Regions from separate parts of the Ovis aries genome. Here region 1 is linked to region 2. A link is a contact called in public Hi-C data. All regions are on one chromosome and are shown on one strand. Each heading gives the region's core, a stretch centred on a gene start, on an enhancer-like site or on the middle of the called end of the contact. The rest is flanking DNA. Distances are from core to core; before and after follow the strand shown.

What was found. Hi-C and Micro-C count contacts between places; a contact is called where the count stands out from the background.
Region 1: a contact with region 2 is called in a Hi-C map of hypothalamus, with 3 times the contacts expected there. The contact joins two enhancer-like sites. A contact is called at or near these places in 4 of 16 Hi-C or Micro-C datasets (hypothalamus, muscle, omental adipose tissue and 1 more).

What each region holds. Positions count from the first base shown.
Region 1 is chr21:32,424,995-32,432,453 of ARS-UI_Ramb_v3.0, forward strand. The region is part of intron 1 of NTM (neurotrimin); the gene reads right to left. Among named protein-coding and RNA genes, the nearest start is that of NTM, 490 kb to the right of the region's middle. Within about 2 kb of position 3,442, at least 6 of the 54 cell types and tissues checked have an H3K27ac peak or open chromatin away from gene starts, as enhancers often do. A contact at or near this core is called in hypothalamus, where this site is marked.
Region 2 is chr21:31,383,389-31,390,653 of ARS-UI_Ramb_v3.0, forward strand. OPCML (opioid binding protein/cell adhesion molecule like) reads left to right here. Exons shown (of 8, transcript XM_042238246.2): 2 at 4,945-5,029. Among named protein-coding and RNA genes, the nearest start is that of OPCML, 530 kb to the left of the region's middle. Within about 2 kb of position 4,748, at least 3 of the 54 cell types and tissues checked have an H3K27ac peak or open chromatin away from gene starts, as enhancers often do. A contact at or near this core is called in hypothalamus, where this site is marked.

The DNA.
Region 1 (7,459 bases), core at 2,192-4,691, 1.0 Mb after region 2:
CAGCTTGCAGGTCCTCTGTTGAGCAGGGTCAGGTTCTTAAGTAGCCCCCATCACAGCACCTTCTACCAGGTCCAGCATGGTGGTTCTGAAACAGGGATACTTCTAAACCACAGATCTGAGTTCCCAGCAAACATTATGATGGAATGGGATTCAGTGGAGGGGCAGAGCTCAAAGGTATCTCTATAAATACAATGTTATGTGGCAGCCTGGATGGAAGGGGAGTTTGGGGGAGAATGGATACAAGTCTATGTATGGCTGAGTCCCTTTGCTGTCCACCTGAAACTATCACACTGTTGTTAATTGGCTATATTCCAATATAAAATAAAAAATTTAAATATATATAGGTATAGATAGATACACAGCAGTACCCACAGGTCATTTCTGATGCTCATACCTATACTCCAGGTTGAAAGGGTTTTATTTCAATCATTTTCTCTCTGAGAATCAGCTTCTAAATTTTGCAAGTTGGTGTCTTTCTATCAGCATGTTCTCACCTTGAAAGTTCAAGGGAACTAGAAGGCCTTGAACCTTGGAAATGGTAATGTGCCTCGTACCCCATGGGGAGGGGAGACTGAGGTCCTGCTCAAAGCTACAAAGGGATACAGCTTAAAGAGAAGCCCCACCGGCTCGCAGCCTGGTGTCAGATCCTGGGCTAAGTTCCAGAGACACACCAACCAGGACAGGTGCGTCCACCAACGAAGTGAGGACTTTGGAACTTCTACTCAAAGGGAAGAAGCTGACACTCAGAGAATACCTAGTCTTCACCAGACACCACTGCCAGGCATTCCACACCGAGAACTTCAGCTCATGTGCTTTTTTTTTTTTTTTTTTTGAAATAGCATCATTATCCTGTTTTACTATTAAAAAGAAAAAAAAAAAAACCCACACACAGGCTCAGAAGAGCTAAAATAACCTCAAGATCACACAAGCATTGGTAAAACCAGGATTCAACTCAGCTCCATTTACACCCAAAGCCCACCTGCTCCCTTTCTGCTGTTTTTCACTGAGGAAATACTTCCCCTTCTCTGGGTTGCGCCTTCACCAGAGCTCAGCAGCATGGACTTGTTAAAGGCCAAGTCTCTGTAGTCAGAATTCCCGGGCTCATGTCTTAGCCTCACCTCTTGAAGGCTGCAGACCTTTAGGCAAGTTACTTTCACTTTTCATGTCTCAGTTCTTCCATCTTGTGTGATTGGCATCTCTCCTGCAGAGTGATGCTAGTGGTCAAGAACCTAGAGACGTAAGAGACACAGGTTTACCCTGGCTCGGGAAGAGCCCCTAGAGGAGGCTCGGCAACTCAGTCCAGTATTCCTGCCAGAGAATCCCATGGACAGAGGAGTCTGTTGGGCCACAGTCCGTGGGGTCACAAAGAGTCAGACATGACTGAAGCAACTTAGCACCCACACACACTGCAGAGAAGTGGCCTAAATCAAATGTGATGACTTCCACACAGCACATAGTAATCAGCAAATGCCAGCCGATCTAGACCTCTAGCAAGGATGAAGACCCTTGGGTTTAGGGAAGATGGATTAAGCAACTGGCAGTGCTCACGTTGTAGTGATGGCTCCCACCTGGATGACCGAGGCAAGGCCTTGGAGTTAGCCCTGTTCCCAACAGGAATTCCGAGCACTATCTTGGGTGAGGAGGACGGGGACAGGAGAGAAAGGATGTGACGATGGCAGCTGACTTGAGATCCACAATTAAGTCTTCTAAATTATCACTGAAGTTTCCTTCTGTGTCTAAAAGTCTATATAATCTTACTAAGAATAAAATAAAATGAGAACATAAATTTTTAGAAATAGCATTTGGAAGCCTGAAAGCTGGCATCGACTAAGCCATCTGAAATAATGTTAAATTTTATTTGGCTTAAAAGAGGAGCAAGGAAAGGATGGGCCAGCTTCTCGGGGAGGCTCAGGAGCATTAACAGATGTCAGAGGCTGCAGAGCTTCTTGGGTCCTGGTTTATGTCCACAGCCCCTGGAAGGGGAAGAGAAAAACGGTCAAGCTAGGAAGGGTAGGAAGAGTCCTGTTAGAATGACACAGGGAGGCATGCGCTTGGAAGGGACTGTCTTTCTCTGAAACAACGGTGCTCCCATGAGCTGGAGGAGAGGAGAGGAGAGTGGGCGAGAGTTTGAGCCAAGAGATGAGACCCCCTCCCTCCCTCAGCTGCCCCTGATGGGCGAGGGCGGACAGGGAAGACTTGTCAGTCCCGAGGGGACAAGACAAAGGGGTTACAAATCAAATGACTGAGCCCATCACTGCCCCCAGTTAGGAGCTGAGGAAACTGAAGGCAGAAGGGAAGTGTCAGTGGAAAAAGACGAGGGTCTCTTGTCTCTTGTTTCTGGCCTGGGGGAAAGATCGCCATCAACATCCTCACATTGAAGCTTAGCTAAGGAAAAAGCAAATAGAGGTAAACGTTTGTGTTAATCTACCCAAGGGCTCTACTGAGTTCCCAGGTAGAATAGTGGTGGGAACAGGAAGTGAGTCGCCTTCATGGTCGGGGGTGAGCTCTGCAAGGAACCGCAGGCAGTGTGTGAAAGAGGGGGCAGGTTACAGGGCAGGGCGCCCAGAGAGGTCCGAGCTGGGAGTGGATGCTGCGAGATCAGGTCAGCGGGGTGCTTCATGGAGCAGGCGGCTCATGAAGGGGGAGATTTGAAGGGAGTGAGGCATCTGGAAATGGAACAGAAGAAGGACGAATTTAAACACACACACAGTTGATGATGGAGAGAGAGGCTGCCAGAGCTCAGTGCGGGGGAGGGAAGGGAAGAGGCTCGGGCTGGCTCTGGAAGGAGCAGGTGATGGGGTGGCAGGAGGGGAAGCTGTGTCATCTCCAGGCTGAGGCGGGCTGGCAGTGGAGACGGCTGAGACGCCGGGGCCACAGATACAATCGCAGAGTTGCGCTTAGGGAAGATTAACCTCCTGGCAGTGGGCAAGATGAGGTGGGAGTCAGAGAGACTGTGGGCAGAGATCCCAAGGAGAGAAGTAGGTGAGGTCCCCCTGGGAAGAAGTGAAGGGCTTTCCCGGAGGGGAGGGATGAGGAGATGGGCAAGATGCTTTGATAAAACCTGGCAGAGAGGACTAGAGGGAAAGGGTGGGAGAGAGGTAATGCAGCCCCACAACCTCCCCAGTGAAACCACAGGCACCCCACACTCCCGGCTGCTCCCAGACTGTAAGGTTCTCACTCTGATGGGTCCGGAGGGCCAGTGAGGAGGGAACAAAAGGAGGTCCCTTAGCGCAGGCGCTTAAATCAGCGTTAAAGCACACAGGCTCCTTCATGGAGAAACAGAGCTGCTAGGTCTGTTCAAGGTTTCCTCAGGCTCCATGCTCTCCATGCAGGTGGGGTGTGATGTCCCTTAATCCCTGTGTTCAACGCTCTCTTCCCCTCTAGGTCTCTAGCAATCCAGGCGTCGCCTCCTTCAAACTTGTACCTACAGCACCATCTGCTGGTGTGGGATCCTGCGGCATCTGGGCTTGTGCTAAATCTTCCTTCTGTGCCCTCAACACGCCCTCACCCGCCATACCTATTCCCTGCCCATCTCACCCACCCACCCACGCACACACATATACCCAAACGCACAGAGCACACATATGCACACACAGACACACAGATGCACCTACAGAGATGCACACACAGAACAGATATAGATGCAGACACTAGTGTGTGCATACACACACACGCGGCCGGCTCTTTCTCTCTTCGACACCCCGGCCTCCGTACATGCACCTCCTGCCCGCCTGGCCTCCTGCGCTTGCTTCCGCTCTGCGCTCCCCAGCCCCCGAGCTCTGCTCTCTGGCAGGACCGGGAACTGAAGCTGAGCCTTGCTTTCCCAGCCCTGCTGCAAAGTGGAACCGGCAGACGGGTAGGACGGCAGGATTTGAGAGGACAACCAGCTGGGCGTCTGAGAAGTTAATCTGCTGGTTAATTTGCTGCAGACTGCTAACTGTTCCTGTGATTCCCTCCGACCCTCGGCTCCCCCATCCCAGGGACCTGGGAGGAGAGAGGCTGGCCCTTCTTCCCGCCCACCAGTGTCCTGCTCTCTGTCTTGGCATCTGCACACACCATGCCCTGCTCATTCCAGAAGATTCCGGAAGACAACCTGGCTCCTCCACACGCATTTCCTATTAACCCACTTTCCCAAAGACATTGGTTTGTCTAAAGGATCCCAAGTTCAGATGGATTTTATTTCTAAACCAGAAAAATCATGGCACTAATGAAAATAACTGCCTTTTAAGAAAATGCCACTCCCTGCCACATCTCTTAATAGCTGCCTCTTGGCAGCAGCCTAAATGATGAGTCCACCAACCTGCTTAAAATGTATGGGAGGTTCTTTCAAAAGTAATCCAAGGGTCATTTCTGACTGCAGATGTGAAATCTTTTGTCAGTGGTCGCCGGTCCCATGCAGGGCACAGGTATTTGTAGTCCACACAGATTTGTGTGTGTGTGTTTGGGGGAGAACACACATACACACACTGAGTTCATGCAAGGTAGGTTCTTGGTTCTGAACATTCATTCCTCTGGGCTTTGGGGATCCATGGAGAATAGGTGCCCTGTACCTGCAGACAGGTGGGTCCAGGTCTCTGATGCTCTGCTCCCTGGGTTAGTATCAGCCTCCGGGTCCCCAGCATCCCCATCCCCCACTGAGAAGCAGACCCCACCCACCCATCGCAATGTCACGACTCACTTGCCTGGCAGTTCCCAAGTCCCAGCCACAGTCTATTGATGATGCTGAGGATCACTGGCCCTCACCTCCAAAAGGCATTCATATTTTGGTTCTGTGTTGCTTTTGCCCAGCTAAATTTGGGACAAGACTGGAGAGAATAAAAGGATGAAAAGACAGATGTGTGTGTGTGTGTGTGTGTGTGTGTGTGTGTGTGTATGCATGCGCATGCTTGTAGAAACAGGGAGAGTGGAGGAGGCAGCTAGCTCTCTAGGCCGGGCCAAGCAGGTGGGTATGAGTATTCTCAGGCTCTGCTGGCATCATTCTCAATTGTTTGTTTTAAACAGCTCTCAAATGCAGAGCCGGAGGAACGAGTCAGGCTAGTTGAACAAATAAGGGACTATCTCTGGAAGAGCTCAGGTTGCTAACTGATCAGCTAGTCTATATGAACATAACATATTTTGGGTTTTCCTGAGTGGCTGTCTTCAGAGGCACGTTCCTAGCTGGTAAGCCATGTAATCCACGTCTTTGTCCAGTGTGACACAGGAAAACCTGCTTTGGAGTCTAGCAGAGAGTCGCTTGAACATTGGCTTCCGCCATGCACCAGCTGTGTGACCTTGAGTCACCTAGGTAATGTTTTCTGAGCCTCTGCGTGATTGGAAAGTGGAGACATGGAGGCCTGCCTTCCAGGGCACGTACACGCTGTCTCACGGTAGAGCATGTCACCAAGCGCAGTAAATGAAGTATATACCGTCTGTCTCCCTGGCCATCCAGCAGAGGCAGGAAGACAAGAGGAAGAGCCTCAGCACCTCAAGCCCAAGACAGATGGGCAGTCCAGGTGGCAGATCCCCTGGGCAGAGGGCAACGAGACACAGCAGCAATCCTGTCCCCTAAGTGCGGGTACTGCTGGAATCAGACGACCTTGGGTTGTTGAAACCCAGAAACCTTTAGAACAAGGCAGAACTGAGACTAATGGAAATTAGCAAGAGGCAGAGGTCAGCTCAGCCTTAGGAGAGACGTTCTGACTGCGAGAGCTCTCCAACAAAGGGCCGGAGGTAACAAGCTCCCTGTCACCGGGTGCGCTCAAACAAAGTCAGATAATCCCAGCCAGGGACGGCGTGGAGGGAAACCTTTTGATGCAGTGGAAGGTCCAACTCTATCAAAATGGAAATCGAATGTTCTCCCAATGCTAAGTCTTTGTTTCTGTGAAAGAGAAAGAGAGAATCGCTGAGCCTATGTTCCCTTAAAACCCAACACTCTGGAAGTCCCTGGTCCCTGCTGGAGGCAAAGAATTAATAGGGAACCTCTGGAGTTTCAGAGCCTTGTGCTGGGGCCATTAAGCAATCCGTACAGAGCAAGAGGGAGAGTGTGTCTGGGAGGAAGGTTTAAAGTAATAATTAGCCTTTGTTACAGTCTTAATTGAAACTGGTGAGTCCAAAGAGAGGATCTCAGGTCGACCTTGCCTGGCCCTCTCACCAGCAGCAGCGGAAAGATGCCCTCAAACACCAGCGGCCAGAAGCCCTGCGTTGGGCAGAGGAGTAATCTGAGGTTACTCTCCTGATGTGTTCTGTCCTCATTGATGTTCTTTGTCTCTCACTGAATTGCTTTCCTTTCTCCCTCCTTTTCTTCCCTACCTGCTTGCACCTCCAGAAGGATACATGGCATTCCAAAGGATACAGTCCTTCTGCGTCTTGAATGCCGGGTAATTCTGGGGTTGGCTGACCTTACCCTGCTCCGTCACTTCCCTTCTTACCCTACCTTTTTTGCCTCTCACAAATCGAGGCACCTCATGCATTTCATCCCCCTTTTAAAAATTATTTTTGATTTTTTTAAATTGGAGGGCAATTGCTTGACAATGTTATGTTGGTGTCTGCCGTACAGCAACGTGAATCAGCTGTGTGTAAATATACATCCCCTTCCTCTTGAGCCTCAGTCACGTCTGACTCTTTGTGATCCCATGGACTATAGCCTGCCAGGCTCCTTTATCCATGGAATTCCATTCTCCAGGCCAGAATACTGGAGTGGGTAGCCATTCCCTTCTCCAGGGGATCTTCCTGACCCAGGGATCGAACCCACTGTGGGTAGATTCTTTGTTGTCTGAGGCACCAGGGAAGCCCAACTTCCCATTAGCAATTTTCTATTCGTTGCACCCTCTCCTTCCTCCACTGTGTACATGTCTGTTCTCTATGTCTGCCTCTCTATTCCTGCCCTCCAAATAGGTCCATCAGTACCGTTTATTAGATTCCATATATATGCATTAATATGCTGATTTCATGTAGCCCTTTCTACAGGCACCCCGAACTCATCAGGTTCACTCTCAGGCCCTGCACTGGTTTATCTGAAATTTGATTATATTGGGTCCCTTGAAATCAATAGCTAAGGATGCATCGGAATGCTTCCTCAATTTAACCAGTTCCACGAGTTTAGGATGGCCCTCCAGCCCCAGTGGCAGCCTGTGCTCATGGTGTCTTTTTAGGGAAGAGAAGGTGGACAGGAAGAGGGAGGGGGCCTGTTCTCATAGTGGAAATTGGCTGGGAAGGCTGAGTCTCCATGGCCGTGGTTTACAGGCTGGGCTCAGACAGAAGGAAAGGGGAGCCCTCCCCTCATTCTCTTATCAGCCTGCAGCCCTGGTTTCCATGTGGGTTCCTGTTTCTGCAGCTCCAAGGCTGGGTGGCAGGGAGTCAGCGTAGGGAGGCGGTGGCTGGCTGACTTCCATGGTTCCTTCTTGGGGACACTCTGAAGAGCCTCAGCCTACTGTCCCATGGCATCAATAGGACTCCGAGAGCATCGACTAACATAGGTTTT
Region 2 (7,265 bases), core at 3,498-5,997:
CTTTTTATTTCCTCAGCCTTAACATCTAGACTCTCAGGGAGCCTTGGGCACGGTGCTTCCCCAGCACGCTCCTTACCTTTCCCTGTTTCTCCATCACCCTGTTCACCACGGTCACCAACATCATCTCTTCCCTCTTCTACTCCTGATTCCACTTCGTGTCCTTGAAACCCCTTCTCTTCATGACAAAGGGATATCTTAGAGGTCATTAGATCATGTCACCTCCTTGCGTTAAGTTCTCTGAAGCTATTAAACTGCACTGGGTCCAACTTGCATTTCCTATTACAAATCACCCTAAATATCTAGATGTCTGTAAGACCTGAATCAAAGCTTAGGTTGGCCCATGGGCCAATTAAATCCTCTTATTTGTATTTTTTTTTTAACATGCCCCAAGTTGTCATCACAGGAAAGTGAGAATTTTGCTATATAATCATAATTTATGATTACGAAGTGCTTCCATGGTGCCAAGTCCTTAGGCAATTGTCTCATTAATTGTCACCCTGTATTAATCATGTTTTGAGTTTTTTTTTTAAATTCTGTATTTTATGATGCTTTGACATCTTGGAGGCTTTCTAATCCTGGACTCTCCAGGGCTAGCTATTTCTAGAGATAGCAGATGACTAGCCTTCAACCTGCCATTCATATGCAAACCAATCCATGAAGAGCCCACAACCCTAACCACTTTCTCGACCCAACTGTCACCAAGCCAGTGCTTCCCCTGCCCTGAGTCACCCCAGGGCCAGGTACTGGACAACTAGAGGATACAGGGAGAGTCTGAGGCTGTCACAGTTATTCAAACAATCCAACCCTATATTCGACTGAGCTCGCCTACCCTGCCTCGTCCATTCCTTCACCTGGAAACTACCATAAAGCCTCTGGATCCGACCTTCTCCTTGTTCTTTCTGCTTCCTGGTGCTTCCCCAAGCAACCTTGCATGGTGCGGCATGCCTCCTTCTCTGGGGAACACCAAGGGATAAACTCCTTTCTTTCAAGGCAGTGTTTTCCATGTCTGCCACCTTAACCGACCTACCTTCCAACCTCATCTTGGGGACGTTTCACAATACCCCCAAATCCTATGAAATAGGCGGGACAGGCATTATTAGATACCAGTCACACAGCAAAAGGGTCGAGGAGGCAGTGTCTGAATGGATGATCCAACTGCAGAACCATTGTGCTGAGTTCTCTAGTCCATCCTCATTTTATGTGTCTTCATGTATGTCATCATATATCCAAGCAAGGCATAGCTGCTAGGGGCTCCCTACCATGGTGCCAAGTCAAGCATTTCATAGAAATCTGCTGATATAAACTATAAAGGAGCTCACCCCCTTTCCCCTTTCCCATTTCAGTCTGGGTTGGCCTTCTAATATCTCAAAGGATATACCGGTCACTAGCAATTATGCATTGGAGAAGGAAATGGCAACCCACTCCAGTGTTCTTGCCTGGAGAATCCCAGGGACAGGGGAGCCTGGTGGGCTGCTGTCTCTGGGGTCGCACAGAGTCGGACACGACTGAAGCGACTTAGCAGCAGCAGCAGCAGCAGCAGCAGCAGCAGCAGCAGTGCTTTACAGATGAATGAATCGCCCCCACCAAACTGTAGACAGGCGTAGATTCACACAAAAATCAAATCCCTGCCGTTATTTCTCTGATTCACTAGCTCTTAAGTTCAATCCACTTATTCACCCACAAATACTGAACTAGCTAGAAAGCCGACTCACTGAAGAGAAAGATGATGGCCCCATTCTCTAGGACTCCAGATATCTAGAGCTGGGGGGAGTCAGCCCTGCAAAAATAAAAAAAGTTGACCATCTCCCCAAGGGTAGGATGTTCACGTGTTATGAATATACAATGTCTTGCTTCATCTTATCTCTGCCTCTCTTCTTGCCCCACCTGTTTTCCTCACACCTGGAATCTCATGTTCTTTTCTGCTTTCTTTTCCAACAACTCCTTTCATCTCAAGCAGTCCTACATGGGCTGATTCAGCCTTTGGGAACACAGCCCAGCTGCACCTCCTGAGAAGCGCTAGAACCGGCAGTGGTGTGAGTCGGTCATCCATGTGCCCAGCAACCAAGTGGAGGGATCTGCGTGACTTGTGTGGCAGCCTGACCCATCCTGACGGCTCACACCCTCGGTATTCAAGAGACAAACTCTGTAATTGAAGAAAATTGTAAGCCCAGCCCCAGTTCTCCCCTTTGCATGACTGAAGTCCTTCCAGGACATTGACCGTGGACAAGAACATCTCGGAATTTAGAGGGTTATGTGCAATGTGTATACAGAAAATGCAGCTACACTCAGGTCTTAAGGAAAGGTGTGTGTCATTAAAACTGGTGGGTGATCCCAGAATACGTTATTAGGCTGCTCTCTGAGGCCTTCTCTCTCCTCCTAGCATATATTACCCCTCCCGGCATGGAGAACCATACTACTCATCTGCATTGTTAATACCTGCTTTCCGGGAAGGAACTCCAGGTACTTTCACTCTATTAAAACTTACACAACACAGGTGGCATAACTAGCAACAAGTATTCTTTCTTCCTGAGGTCCCATGCTCTAATTAAAAACTTTAGACCTGGGATATGTGTAGTTATCTTTTTGCAGGGGGTGGAGGATGGACAGCATTTATTTATATTGTATATTCATCACAGTACAGTATATAGTTGTTTAATCGCTAAGTCGTGCTGACTCTTTGGGACCCCATGGACTGTAGCCCATCAGGCTCCTCTGTCCATGAGATTCTCCAGGCAAGAATACTGGAGTGGATAGCCATTCCCTTTTCCAGGGGATCTTCCGGACCCAGGGATTGAACCCATGTCTCCTGCATTGGCAGGCGGATTCTTTACCACTGAGCCACCAGGGAAGCCCACAGCCTATTGTAGCATAGTATCTGCGTCCAGTCCTTTATAACTGAGAGCAGCTAGCATGTTTATGTGCCCTTCAGCAACGAACACACCCCATGGCAAGACTTTACAGCTTATTTCTGAATTACGTTTCATTGGAACAGTTGTTCAGAGCCCAGGCTAATATTGCAAAGGATTTGAGTACCAATACAGTAAAGCAAAATGTACCTAGCAACCATTCAATTATGATTAGGATACAAGGGCAGGAGCCACACAATAAGGTGCGGAGAAAGAAATCCTCTCAACAGGCCCAAGGAAAGCCTTCAGCTCTTGACCAGAAGAAATGCGTTGGCACTCCAAACTGACAGACTGGGTTCTAAGAATGCCCTAACCACCAGTTCCTCTCCAGGTGCATGGTGCTTCCACTTCATGTTGTGACCATAAAGCAACAGACAGATTTTGTAAAAGTCAGTCAATACTTTTCAGGAGCTCACCCCCTTTCCCAGCTCTTGTATGCTTACAATGAGAGCCTTGGGTAGTAACGTGGAGTAGGATGGAGACGATTTAGCAGGTGATGCGGTAGGGAGACATTCAGATTTGCCATTTGGAGAGAGAGAGAGCAAGCCTAGGGCCAGGAGTATTTCCAAGGTGGGTCACCGGAGCAGAAAGCGCTCCACCATCTCGCCAGAGCCCAGGCAAGCTCTGTCTGGGATGGGACTGTAGCTCGGCCACGTGGAGTGGGGACGGCAGAGCTGCGGACGCCTCGCACCGCGCGCATTGAGTCGGCATTCTGGCGCGGGAAACCTAGTTGAGCTCTTCAGGGCGGGGTTTGGCAACTTCTGCCTTGGCATCCGGCATCCGGGGAGGGAAGGTGCGAGTCAGTTTCCAATTTGCTGCGGTCCCCGAGCTCCCTCTCCCGCCCTTCCCTCCCGCCAGCACGTAGGGAAGCCGCCGAAAGGGGCGCAGCGTTCCCGGGCAGCCGCGGTGTCGCGGGAGAGAGGAGCCGGGGAGGTGGCAGGCCGGCCCGCGCTGCTCCTGGCGCGAGTGGGCGGCGCGGCGGGGGTTAAGGTGGGAGCCCGCGCCCCGCGCCCGCCGGGATGCGCGCGGTCCGCCCGCTCGCTCGGCGCCGGCACCGCGGAGAGCGGCGGTCAGTGATGGAGCTGCTGCCATGACAACCCCTGCGGTCGGGGCCCGCGCGCGTCGGGGCTGCTCCCGGGAGGCCGGCGGCGCGGAGGCCGGGGGCGGCCGCTGAGCGTGGCGTCCGCGCGTCCCCGCGCCCCGCGCCGCGTCCCCGGAGAGGCGGGCGCGCCGTCTGCCCGCTCCCCGTGCGCCCCGAGCCTGCGCCGCGGGCGCTCCGCGGGCCGGGCCGGCCGCCAGTCGCCGCCCGGGCTGCGGCGAGGACGCCAGGCACCCGCCGCTCCGGAGGATCGCTGGACTTGGCCGCGGCTGCGGGTCCCCGCGGTGGAACTTTTTACCGCCTTGGCGTTCCAGATCGGAGACTCGGGCTGGTTTCTAAATACATCTGTACATATGTGTGATCTAATAAAACATTCTCTCCTCTCCTTGAAGCGGCAGCTTTTTATGACATCTCCTTTATGTCAGAGACACTTGCCTGCCTTCTTTGGGTTATAAACTTTTGATGCCAGACCTCGGCAGGACGTGCCCAACTGAATGTTAAAGTAGCATCTCGAAGAGAGGCAGAGAAAGAACAACCGTGACCTTCATCCCGCACCTTCCTCCTTTCTCTCCCTTCCCGGCCGCCTCCCTCCTCCCCAGGGGAGCATCGAGAAAGCGTTTTGGATGCAGGAGGGGGCATCTGGTTGTGCCAGGCTGGAAAGCTGAGGCAGGATCTGAGGAAGAATCAGTAGACTCCGGAGAGCCTGGACTCCGCTTCTCCTTACCCCCCTCTCCGCTTCTGGCTGGTTCCAGCCCCTGCCTCCCTCCCCGCGCGGCTGCCCGAGACCCGCCGGCGTGCGGGGCGGGGGACGAGGACCGAGCCGCCGCCGGAGTTCTGGGAAGTTGTGGCTGTCGAGGATGGGGGTCTGTGGGTCCCTCTTCCTGCCCTGGAAGTGCCTCGTGGTCGTGTCTCTCAGGCTGCTGTTCCTTGTACCCACAGGAGTGCCCGTGCGCAGCGGAGATGCCACCTTCCCCAAGGCGATGGACAACGTGACGGTCCGGCAGGGGGAGAGCGCCACCCTCAGGTAGGGAGCTGAACTTCGGCGGGGGACTGAGCCCCTCGGATGGGATTCGGTGGGAACCGGCGAGAGAGAGAGGACCGGAGACCTGCGTGGGGGACGAGCGTGGGAGAGGGCTTTTGCAGGCCCAAGAGGTGCCCACTTGGCGTTCTGTGGCAGCTGGGACCCGTTCTCCTGGACAGCTTGGTCATTCGCTGTGCCTTCTCAGGCCCCGGGTTTTCGGAGCGAGTCCTGAGGCTTGGGACTGCTTGTATCCATGAGGCTGTGGCTAGGCTTGGCACTGCGACGCGAGCCCTGGCATTGAAATACTGGGGTCTGAGCTTGGGAGCACTGGTGCCCTGGGGGCTGTCTCACAGTCGGGAAGGTATGTGATGAGGCACGGTGGTCCAGAGAGGGCTGGTTGGCCTCTACCAGCGGGATACCTGAAATTTCCGGCTCTGGAATTGCCAGCTGCTGGGCCCGGGCCCTTTATGGGTCCGCAGCCATCCATGCCAACCCCGTGTGCTGCTCCTGGGGCCCCGGTTGTAAATTATGAGGGCAGTTTTATCTTTGCAGGCTCGGCACCGGGAGAGGAAACATGTTTCTTTTATGCAACGACAACACTCCTGTGTGAAAAGCACAATAGGAAAGCTTTTTGTTTTACCTTAATGAGTTACAGAGAAGCACTTACGGGCTCCAGGCAAAGGGGTGGAGATTCTTGGAATATGAACCTTTAGGGACCCGGCCTGCTGCAGCAGAGACTTTAATAAAAATGCAGCCACCACTTTCCACCAGCTCAGCAGATATCATCTTTTATCCCTTTAATGAGGCAGTTCTGGTCCTCGGAGACAGATTCAGGGACGTCCCAGCTTAACTCTGCTCATAGTGTGCATGGGGTGAATGCATTTGCCCTGCCTGTGACTTTGATGGTTACGGTGGAAATAAAACATCGTGCCCCAGATTCTGCAGCCGAGAAGGCTGGCAGCTTCAAGGAACGCGTGAGGGCGGGGCTCCCTTCCTGCTCGGCCCTCGACTTCCTTGGTATCCCTCTCAGCCCAGAGGAGCCTCTCCCCGGGAAGGAAACGAAGGCCACTGTTCTTCCTTCCTAAGGCCAGGCGTGGAGGTTGATGCTTGCCTTCTGGGTGGTCTCACTGTGTTTTTTTCTGAGCCCAAGCACAGGTCCTAGAACCCTCTCTGATGGTACATGGAGGCCCCAGAAGGAGGGAGAAAAAACAGAAGGGAGACAGACCTCTTTTCTTGACCTCCAGCAGGAGGGAACCCCCCTGGGCTGCCCCGGACTAGAGGGAGTATAACATGCATACTTCCTTGCATCAGAGAAATCCCGGGGTGAGGGGCGAGGCACAATCAGAGGGCCCGTCTGCTCAGAGGAGTATCAGCCAGGCTATGGTGCGTGTAACCCCAGGCGACGTGGGGAAATGGCGGTGGGTGTTAAGGGGTGCCCATGCTGTGTGCCTCTCTCTCCATCCTCCAAACTCATACCCTCTTAACCAGGGACAGAGAGGCGTAACACAGGATGAGGTCTCAGTGCTGAACTTTCCAAAATCCTCCGGCCTTTTCTTGTCCCTGAAAGTTAAAGCTTTCTGGGATGCAGTAACACTGTTCCACCAGCAGAGGGCCAGCTTTGAGCTGCGTTTTTATTAGCTGCTGGCCTGTTTTCATGATCTTCAATTCTAATGTTTAGCAGCTGGGCTTCGTAATGGGAATGGGAATAAAAAAGGGAAAAGCTGAATAGTTGCTTTTTGTGCTTTGTGGAGAAAAAAAGAAAGAAAAACCTTACATATTTGAATATAACTGTTATCTGTTACCTGACGGCATGCTTTCTTTTTTAAAAAGTAAGCCCATCTTACGATGATTTTGCCTCTTGACTTCTGTATAAGTTGCCCTGACATAGAGAAATTCCGTGCATTGTCCCCATTTTAATCTTTCTGTATTCTCTTTCTTTTACCTCTCATGTTTTCCTCTTTTATTACATTTTCTTTTATTTTTATCAAATGCCTCCATTTTATATGCTTTTACATGTTATTCATTCTTGTCTTTCCATCTTTGATCACTGAATTCTTACTATTCCCTTATTTTTTAAGGTTCTGATTTCACTACGGTCACAGTGTTTCTTAAAATAACATCAATGACTCTCACAGATTTCTGGGGGTCTCAATCTCTCCCCTTCTGTTCTCGACAGCTGTGTGCCGGTCTCAGTGAAACCCTTGTTTGTCAGGACTCCGAGGGGGCGGGCATCCTGTTT